Regions from separate parts of the Neogale vison genome. Here region 1 is linked to region 2. The links are chromatin contacts, called in public Hi-C maps. All regions are on one chromosome and are shown on one strand. The core of a region is the stretch at or near the end of the contact, and the rest is flanking DNA. Distances in the headings are between cores, read along the strand shown. Region 1 has its middle 250 kb from the start of HIVEP2. Region 2 holds the start of HIVEP2 (transcription factor HIVEP2).

Region 1 (5,312 bases), core at 2,146-4,645, 250 kb before region 2:
TTTTGTCCTGGTAGGAGCCTTTAAGCAGTTACCTAACTGTATTTATTCCTAATAGGGCTGTATTTCAAACTTTGAAAACTGTGACTATTTATATCAGTGTGCAACCCCACATTTTAACAAATTGGAGACCACTCCAAAGTAAAATTAAAATGGTTTCAAAGAATGACAGAAAAAAACATTTTTTTGGCAGGGAACAACAGGAAGCCAGAAGGAATAGAGGAGAAATCCAGTGGAGAGTGTAAAGCAGTGAGAGACCTTTTCCATATGTGTAGCCATTAAAGAAATTATTACGATTCCTTCTGTTGCATATGCAGAACACAGCTCTATCACATCATAAAAATAGTTGCTTTTCTTTTTATTATTTATTTATTTATTTATTTATTTATTTTTGCCAGCCCTACAGACATTATCAAGGAGTTTTCCTTATAAAAGAGAAAGAATATGATGAAGCAACCACAGAAACCTAAAAAACAGGGTCCAGGCGACACAGGACACCCAACTGACACTGAGTGAATTCAAGTGGATCACAGCACTTGACTTAAATGTGCCTATAGCACAGAGTGGGTTTCTTTCGCATAAATTCAGAAATTCAGAATTAGCTTCCACAGATTCCTTGCCATAAATATGTAAAATATTTCATGCACAGTCCTATGGGTCCTAAAACCTTCGGTCCACAGTCCTGTTGTACATGAAAGTGTTTCTCCCTCTGTACCAGCCCCCTCAGCAAAAGGACATGTCATCTCCCACACCTCCTGGTTATGGCTAAACAGCCATTCATTGACATTTCCTGCCATCACTTGTGCTCTCATTTCACCATGTAGTGTACCTCAAACAGAGAAAAAAGTTAGCGTGACGCATTATACACTGTGTATTCATCCCAGAATCTGTTCTGTCCTTTACCCCCGGAAGGACACTGATATTGCCCAGTTTACTTCCCTTGGGCTGGATACATTTCTGGTCTTCCTCTAGTGAAGAGAATCTGGCTCTCTGAATGAACCAAGAACTAAAGCAAACACTCCCTTAGCTCACTCATTTCCTTAGGGGTTTAGATCTTTTTTCTCACTCAGGAAATTCTCTCATTACCATCAACACAAGTATTAGCAGGGGTGTAGATACCATGTCAGGCACACAAGAACCAAGTGCCTAGAAACCGGGTCCCACCAGCAACAATTTTTTTTCATTGTACTGATTTCTGTTTCATTAACATAAGCCAGCAAGTAGAAACCATTTGCATTTAAAAAAATCTAGTGTGCAATCTTGTACAGCCAGGAGGAGAGGGCACACCATTCTAAGCTTAGGAGCATTGCTAGCACAAATAGAGAAAGGAAACCAGAGGACTGGGTTCTGAGAAGTGTGAAGGAAAGGCTCAGACCCAAGCAAAGACACACGTTGCTGTGGCAGGGATAAGCATTCCAGATGGGTGGGCTGGGCAGTGCAGGGAGGGCACTGAGGGAGACATAAAAGGTGGTGGCAGTGGTGACATAGGCACGTGGGAAGAGCGCCGTGACTCTAAGCAAGGTGGCAGCGCGCTGAACAGCATGCTGTTTAGGCTCGCAGACTGGGTTGGAGCCACAGATGTCTATGGTGAAACGTAGTGTCTTTTCCAAAGTCCTTTTGGTTACAAATATCAGAAAGCCAATGAAGTTAGCCGAATCAAACAAACAGGAATTTTTTTATAAAGATGTGAGGTCATCTTCAGAACCCAATAGAAGGAAGCATATCCGGGCATCTTTTGACTCTGTTCTACTCAGCACATTTGCATTTTCTTTTTCCCCTCAGACCAGCTGGTTTGGATTCTTTCTGCAGATGACCACCATGGCTCCAAAATGCATGTCTGAGCCAAGCTCAGGCGCTGACTAGCTTTCTTTAAATCCAATTCCAAATTCCTAGGAGAAAGTCTATGTTTGTCTAGGTTGGGTCAGTGGGAGCTCTGAAGCAACCAGAGTGGAGGATACGTGGTGAATAAATGGCTATCTGAGTTTGTCTGGGGGAGGGGGGAATGATTCCTACATAAATGTAAGTCATGGCCTCCGGCAGGGACTCTAAAAGGTGTTTACAATGACTGGCCAGAAATCTGCTGGTGTATTTTAATTCTACTTGATGTCCTACTTGATGTAGGAACTTTTGTCTTATTCCTAGTAACAAGTCCATTTTAGGACATAGAGAATGTCAGCTGTGGGTGCCACGCCAGCATGGGGTGGTCTGGGCAAAGCTGAATGCGAAGAAGCATTTACATGAGATTGTCCCCAAGGAGGTGTGGCCTGTGCTGGGGTCAGAAGAATTCAGAGACCTACAGAGTTTACTATTTATTTATTTATTTTTAAAAGGTGTGTTTATTTATTTTTAGGGAGGTGTTAGGGGCAGAAGGAGAGGGAGTGAGAGAGAATCCACAAGCAGATGCCCCCCCCCCCCCGGGCAAACACTCTCCATGTGGGGCTCGATCCTGGAGCCCTCAGATTACAACCTGAGCCAAAATTAAGGGTCAGATGCTTAACCTCCTGAGCCACACAGGCACCACAAAGTTTGCTATTTGGAATAACTCAGAACATCACATATGTGCCAGCTTTTCCTTTAATGTGAAGATGGGTGTGGGGTTCTTAAAGAGCTAAGCAAGACCTGACCATGCCCAAAACATGAGAAGAAGGGTTTGCCTCAGAACATTCACAGTATTCGTAATCACTTCCCCAGATAGTTATGAAGGCCCTACTCTGTGCCCTATTGTAGTCTTGACTTCAGGGCTATCGAGACAAAGAGACCATCCATTCCTAGGCTGTGCTGGGGAAATCGGGCCCAGTTTTATGGGAAGTCCTTTCTGGGGTTCCGATGGTATCTTGACACCAGAAAGTTTCTAGTCTCCTCTGAGTTTCACTTCCATAACTCAAAGGAGCACGTGCTCCTTCCACCCTCCTCTTCTGTCTGCCAGAATTTCCAGATTTGTTCTGTTTTGCAATTGCATTAAGCCACACTCAATTCCAACCCTAGCAGAAGGCATAAATTAACATTTTATTATGTGTACTTATTAGGGTCTCTTAAAGTAGACATGCAAATGTGAGGCTCCCAGAGTAAATTACGGCATACCCAGATTAGCTGAAAATAAGCCAGGCTGTCCTGGCCAAGCCCTTGGAAAGCAACACCTCACTGAGCTATCCTGGGACAGACACTCACCTCAGCTTCTGCCCCCGGTTGTTTACCCTGGCCATTGGCCATTTCCGGCTCCATTTGGCACCCCAGACCTTTCTGTCCAGCTGCCATTAACTCACATGACTCCTGGTTGACTTTCATTTACAAGGAACCAATTTCACAAGCAGCTGTAGGTGAGCCTTTTACAGGCCTCTGGCGAGTGAGCAAGAGGCCTTGGGGCCTTCTCCTTCAAGCAGCTGGACAAATACATCTGCCTTGGCCTTCCAAAGGGACCAGACTATTTTGAGGCTTCCCTTGATGGGCTCTTCTTATTACTGTGCTTTTAATTCTAGCTTATAGCTCTTAAAACCTTATGTAATAGGAGCTTCGAGCTAGATGGAGTTTGATTTGATCTGGCTTGACTCTAGTGGAGGAATTAGTAAAACCAGAAGTGAGAACGACTTGATATGCTGCTCATACATCTACCAGGTTAAAATTTACAGTGTTCTAAGGTATTTCTTTTCTAATTGTTGATTTGGTCATGGACTTTGGTGCAGTGACTGGGGAAAGCTAGACCAGGGCAAGAGGGAAAGAAAGTCTTCCCGTTGCCATGTGAATTCTCAAGGCTGTCCTTTGCATCCCTCATAGTTTATTTCATTACAAGCACCTGCCTTCTTGGGAGCATATGTGGACAGTCCCACTCAATAATGAGAGAAGGAAAAAAAAAAAATAATAATGAGAGAAGGCGTTGCTGCAGACTACGGAGACTTCCAGAGCCCCTCCACAGGTCAGCCATTGATGGGATATCCTGGTTCTAACCTCAAAGGTGGGACCACTGGCTTCCAGTGACCTTGTGCCAGCCAATGAATGCACAGAGAGCATGTGCGGGGTGGAACTCTGGAGCCTAACATCTCGGAGGTTATGCCAGAAGCCACTTTCAATGGGTCCTGTGTAATGAGAGTGTCTAGAGTTGCCTCCCTGATTCCTGCCCCCTGCTTTCAGGTGAAGACAGCCTGATGCTCCCCACTGCCCCACACCCCCTGTGGTTCTCATGAAGTCAGTGTGCTCTTTCCAAGTGTTCGTGGAGGTCGCTGTCCATAGAATTGCCACTCCGTGGGTTCCAGTTCTTGCCTGCCATGTTGCCCTGTTCTATTTTTCCTTCTAAGAAGATGCCTCTTAACCTCCTTCCTTCCTTCTCCTGCCTCTATTCCAGCTTTTCCGCTTCCTTTCTCTTCTTATTTCACTCAGTTTTTCTTAACATCTCATTCATTTCACCTTTCTGCTCTGTAGAGAGCTATGCGTGGTTCTTACCTTCCCCCAGTGGCATTTAAAGTGTTTCTTAGTGCAAAACATCCTATTCATTGCCATAGAAACAGGAAGCTCAGTGTGGAAGAAAAAGAAAAAAAGAAGTCTGGGAGTCTGAGCTTTGCAATTCTGTTATTTTGCCCAAATCCATAAATGGCAACATGCTGGGAGACATGCAAAAGCCTGCTCATGGCTGGGACCAGAGAAATCAGGGCCTCCCATCCCTAGGAAACTGGGTGCGGTTTTAAGTGCTGGTTTAAGCCTGAAGAAAGCCAGCTTAGGCAGCAAACATCTCTGCTTTTCCCTCCGGTGGAAGCTCCCCGTTGAGTCAGAAGTCAGACAAACCTGCATCCTATGATCAAGACTGCCTCTCAAAAGCTGTAGCGCTGGGGACACTTGCTGGACCCTGTCAGCCTCCCCAGCTGTAGAAGAAACATGGTGACATCCCCCCAGCCTCTGGTCAGGATCACATGAGAGCACGTGGAGTCGCAGCTTCTTTGCTCCCCTCAAAAGACTCACCATTTCCTCACCACCCCCTTGGATGGCACTGAGTTCAGGTCATCTGCACATCAGGCCTTCTCCCTGATATAAAATTAAAAGAACTTCACGTATGCGTTGTTCCTAAAATAAAGCTGAGGAGCCACAGTTTTCCTTGATATGCAGTAAAATGTCTTTAATATTTACCTCTCCACGCAGAACCTGAAAAGGAATCTTCTTCAAACCATTGATTTCAAAGATGTATCTTCAACCTACCCTCAAAGCTGCCCTTTTCACCTGGGTCCTTAAGCACCTCGGGGCCATTATCCCCAGCCGAGAATGGACCAGCTCACTGTACGGACTGAAGCTTCAAGCTAAGGACATTATGTTTGCTGGTTCGGTCTCTATGG
Region 2 (5,078 bases), core at 1,449-3,948:
GAGATATAGATGCCAACAAACAAATTTTGTTTTATACCTGACCTATGTTCAAAGCAAGAAACTCAAGACAATTTTCAAAAGATTCACTATTGTCATATAACATTTCTCTGTACATAAGAAAGATACTGCACATTTCAAACCTAGTGGTCAAAAAGGATTATGACACTTGAAGCATACTATCATTAAGTGGATGTTGGTAAATCCCTTTCACCTCAAAATAAAATGCACCGTTCTTATCTGGTAACATGATTTCTTCGTGGTCCACAGAAATTTTGTCTAATAATGAAAGTGATAGCACACAGAAGGCATTTCTGTCCTGTTAACCATTTGGCCTATACCTTAAAAATCAAACCAAATCAATCACTTCTCAGCCTTTTGGCTAAGATCAAGTGTAAAAGCCAACCCAAATCTCCTCATTACACAATCTATTTGGTTAAAACCTTGTTTTGGCACTCTTACAAGGTGAAAAGCACAAGACATCTGCAAATACTAATACATATGTCATATACAGAAGATAAATGTAATATATATCTATATACATATATATGCAAATATTTAAAATAACTTGGTTTGCTCAAGGACAAATATCACCAAACATTACTATACTATACCACTGGAGGAAATGTTTCTAATAAAGTTAAATGGCCTTTTTCTAGGAGGACAGATCATTGCAAATTTAATTAAAATGGATCTTATTAATATTTCAAGTAATTTCTGGGCTTGATTATGCGCCACAAAAGAAACAACTGTACTGAAGAGAAAAATCAATAGCCCTTGACTAGAGCTCTGAGTATGCTAGAAAAACACAGTTCTCTTGTGAATTATCAAGGTCTAGCCTTTGGGGGTGGGAGAGAGTACCAATATTTATTTGGAGGTAAATTGGGTTATTTTTAAAATGGCAAAAAAGGAAGGAGAACAATCGGTTCAAATTTTCCATTATAATGAAAGTACCGGAAACAAGCCTTTTTATGTTCATTTTAGGCCTAAGAAACTGTGCAGAGAATAAGGCTTTTGCAATGTCAGTTGCACACACTGCTTCCTGTGAGAATTCTAAGCCATTACAGGTGTCCTAAGGCCTCCAGCGAAACCTATTATCAGGTTATTTCTCCGGTCCCCTCAAAGCCATCCCCACTGACCCCTACCCCACACATAGTGCTGAGCTCCTCTAAGTGTCTATTAAGGACCCTCTGTCTTCTCTGTACTCCCGAGGTTAAAGTACCCACTTTCCCTCGGCGAAGCCTGTAAAAGCTTTCCCATTAGAGAAGACTAGTTCCTGCAGTCCTTTTCAGTTAGATGCTTTCAAGTCAGAGATGAGAAGAGCCACTTGAAGAAAACCCTCTTTACCCTCCTCCTCCCTTTTTCCACTGGAAGCAACGTCCCTGAAGGACAACACCAAGGGACACTTCCTGACCTTCTATCCCCTCACCCAATTTGGGCTTGGAGGGTTGGGGTCGCATTTTCTCGTGTCCTCTGCTGCACTGGCAGTGTTATGTAAGAGGGACAGAACGCGAGAGGCACATGCGTATAAAGCGCACCAATCTGTGATAACAGCTGGGGTGGCAGAGCTGATCTGGAGTCTCCCCCACCAAATACGACAGACACCACACATACATCACCCCCACCCCCACCCCACCACCCTACCCCACCCCAAACACACACACACACAGAGCAGTGTTTTCCTGTCTCGCCCCTATCAACACCAGACGCACAGAATGGAAAGGCGGGGGGAGGGGTGAAGGGAGGTGAGAGCAGCAGCAGCACATCTGCTTTGATAGAGCCGCCGCGGCAGAGAGCCCCTCGTTAACCCCCTTCCTGTGGCTGCACCACGTCATGGAACATTCCCGGAACGGGCCAACGTTCCACCCACTTCAGGGAACAGACATAAAGGCGCAGACCCAGCTCCCTACAGTGCAGAGCCCAAACACACATGTCCCTTCCCGGTCCCCCGGCAGACGCACAGACAAACACGCATGCAAACCGCCCCCACCCGTCTCCACGCGCCCCCGGCCGGCCCGACGCGCCGGGAGCCGCTCTGCGGCCGGTGCACCCGCAAGGCGAGGGCGCCTCCGCCTGAACCTTCCATCGAGACAGTCCCCTCCTTCCTCGCTTCCTTCCTTCTCTCCTTCCTTCCTTCCTTCCCTTCCTCGCTCCGGAGGAGAAAGGAGTCACTGAAATGCCAACAGCTAGCGCCTTCGCCGAGCTCGCTCGGCCGCAGGCCGGCGGCCCGGCCCCCGCGCCGCCCGCCTGCCCCTGGCCCGCGCCGCGCGCCTGCGGCCCCCTCCCCCGCTACCTGACGATGGACCGGCGGCCGCGGCAGCCGCAGCGGTGGCCCGGCGGTGCGCGCCGGTGCACGTCCCTCATTAGTAACCAGGCACATTCCTGCCTCCAGCGCTCCCGCTCGGCCCCCTCCCCCCAGGACATTACGCAAAGCAGCCTCCCCTCATCTGCATAGATCCTCGGCCAGGGTATTCCCCGCATTTCCCGACGCGCCGGACCCCCCCTGGCGAGGTCTCTCCCATCCCCGCCCCCTCCGACCCTCACCCTGGGGAAACCAGGAAGGGGTCGGGGGCGCGCGCCGCGGGAGGTGACCGAACCCGGCGGAGGCGATTTCGGTATAAAGTGAAACAAGCTCCCGGTGCTAAAAAAGGCAGGAAAAACACGGCGCCTAGGCCACTTACCGAGCCGAGGAACCTAGATTCCCGCCGCTCTGCTCTCCCAAACGGTCGGTCCGCCCTCCACGCACCCCAAAGCTGCACCCAGCACCCCAAAGTCCAGACGTGTAGGAATATTGTTAACCAGCCAGGAGACCCTCCAAGTTGCTCCAGGCTCCGGGGAGCCTCAAGGTCCAAGACTGAACTTGGCAAAGACTTGTGCCACGGTCCCCGAAGATGTTTTTGTGGAGACCCTCCTCCGGCCGGGAGAGACTGCACTCGGCGGCGCCCCGCTCGCCTCCTCTCCACCCTCTCACCTCCAGCCCGCCTCCCGCCGGCTGCCCGCCTCCGGGCCGCGAGCCCCTCGAGCGGCTGTCAGCTCCCGGCCGCCGCCGGGTGACAGGGGCGGGAGGAGGGCGCGACGCGGCGGCCCGAGCCCGAGCGGGCAAGGGGGATCCTCGTAGCAGCGGCGGCCGCTCACCTGGAAAGTCACCGCTGAGAAGGAGGAGGAGGAGGACGGAGAGGAGAAGGAGGAAGAGGAGGGAGAGGAGGAGGAGGAGGAAACCCCCCTGGTGCCCTTGTTCTCGCTGCCGCGGCGGCCGCTCCTCGCCAAGGCTGAGCGTGTCTGGTGGGGGGTGTCTGGTAGCATTTCCTTAAGGACAGAGGGAGGGCGGGCGCGGAGGGAGGGAAGAGATCCCGACCGCCTGCCCAGGCTCCTCTTTCCTTTATTTATTTTTCTGACAGTATACGGAGATGGGCCCGGGGTAGGGGCCGCGGGGCTCGCGAGGGAGCGCGAGACCCGGGCCGCAAGCAGTCTGCGTGCGGGAGCCGCAGCGGCCGCCTCCCCTCCCGGGCTGTGGACGCACCGGGTTATTCCTGGCAGCGCCTCCCCGAACAGAAGTTACTAGGAGGAGTGCGCGGCGAGGGCGGGCGGGGGGAGAGGCGGAGGGAGGGAGGGAGGAAGAGGGAGAGACTCAGCCAGCGACGTCATCGGATCCCCCAGCGCGTCCCAGGGAGGGAGGTTGAACCAGAAAAACCAGTCTGGAGCCGGCGAGCGAGAAAGGATTGTGCGGCGCGCGGGGCGATGGGGGGAGGGAGGCGGCGGGGAGGGAAGGTCCCGGCCCCGTTGCGGCCGCTCGGGGCGGGAAGACCGCCGCCGACCTCGCGCTAGCGCTCGCGCTCGCTGGGATCGGGAAACTCCCCCGAGAGCCGGTCTCTACTTGTCATGCAAAAAAACTTGGGCGTCTCTAGGAGCCTGAGAATTTCCTTTAGGGACGTGGAAACCTCCCCCACCCCCACCCAACTTCCCCATTTCTCTATATAATTTAATCTTCCCAGTCTTGATGACAAACGGAATTATATAATAATTAGTACTGTCATTATGATTTTGTCCGTGTACCTCTTGCTCCCTTTCCTCTTTCTCGCACCCTCCTCTACTCACGATTATGTTAGGGTCCAAAAAAAAAAAAAAAAAAAATAAGACTAGCTCTGGCTGCATTTCTGGGGCTTTGCAAACCTTTTTACTAGCAGTTTCCGTGCCGCTGAGGAAGCACGAACTTTTCACGCGTTTGAAATGCCCCCATTGCCTTCCCTGGGGTCACTCACCAGGGTGCCCTGAGTGCACCCAGCTCCGGGCGAGCGGCCCGCCCTCGCGAGGGTGTTCAAATTGGCTTGGGCAGCGGCGCGGGGAACAGCTGCCGGTTTCCTGGTGGGCCGAGCTGGGACCCGGGGCTAGCGGCTGCCTCCAGCCCGCGCGCTTCGCCCGCCTAGGAAGAGACGCGAGTGAAATAGCCGACCGCGCGGGGAGAGCGGGGCCCGGGGGCAGGGGAATCCCAGGCGAGTGGGGACCGGGCCTTGGGCTTCCTTCCCAACCCGGCGACACCCGGGGGACACCGGGGCTCCCTCCAGCCGTTACCCGGCGTGTGTGGACTCGTGTGCACCCTCGGGGGAGGTTCCCCTGAGGCTGCGGCGAGCGGCTGCAGGGTCCGGCGAGCACCCGGAGCGCCTCCTCCGAGTGGTCCCCCCATCCGGCGGGGACCGCGCGCCGCCCCTCCCGGGCACCCGAACAGCGGCGCAGAGCCGAGCGGAGCCCAGTGCCCGGGGCACCGTGGGCCCGAGCGGCCACCCCACCCCCCCCCATCCGGCCGCGCCGCCGCCCTGCCCCGGGCGGAGTAAACAAGAGACGCGCAAGATTTGACCTGGCGCGACCCGGATTTCTGGCCGGGGTTCCCCCTGAGCAGGTGACTCCGTGGGAGGGGTGGAAATTAGTCTCTGGAATTCCGGGCCAAAGACATTCACCGTGGTTCTGCTTTTAAAGCCGGTATTTCACCGACAACTGCGGAATGTTTTGCGTCTCAAGTTTCAGATTTCGCGGAAAGGGACCAAATGTCAGGGCGTATCAAATATTCCCTTCCCTTTTCATTAAAA

The links. A called contact is a pair of places that touch in the nucleus more often than the background predicts.
Region 1: a contact with region 2 is called in a Hi-C map of fibroblasts, with 7 times the contacts expected there. The contact joins the enhancer-like site here to the promoter of HIVEP2 in region 2. A contact is called at or near these places in 2 of 3 Hi-C or Micro-C datasets (fibroblasts and muscle).

Annotation. Positions count from the first base shown.
Region 1 is chr1:59,829,879-59,835,190 of ASM_NN_V1, reverse strand. No RefSeq gene overlaps it. Among named protein-coding and RNA genes, the nearest start is that of HIVEP2, 250 kb to the right of the region's middle. Within about 2 kb of position 3,395, the one cell type or tissue checked has open chromatin away from gene starts, as enhancers often do. A contact at or near this core is called in fibroblasts, where this site is marked.
Region 2 is chr1:59,576,849-59,581,926 of ASM_NN_V1, reverse strand. It overlaps HIVEP2 (transcription factor HIVEP2), which reads right to left and starts at 2,698. Exons shown (of 10, transcript XM_044247626.1): 1 at 2,679-2,698.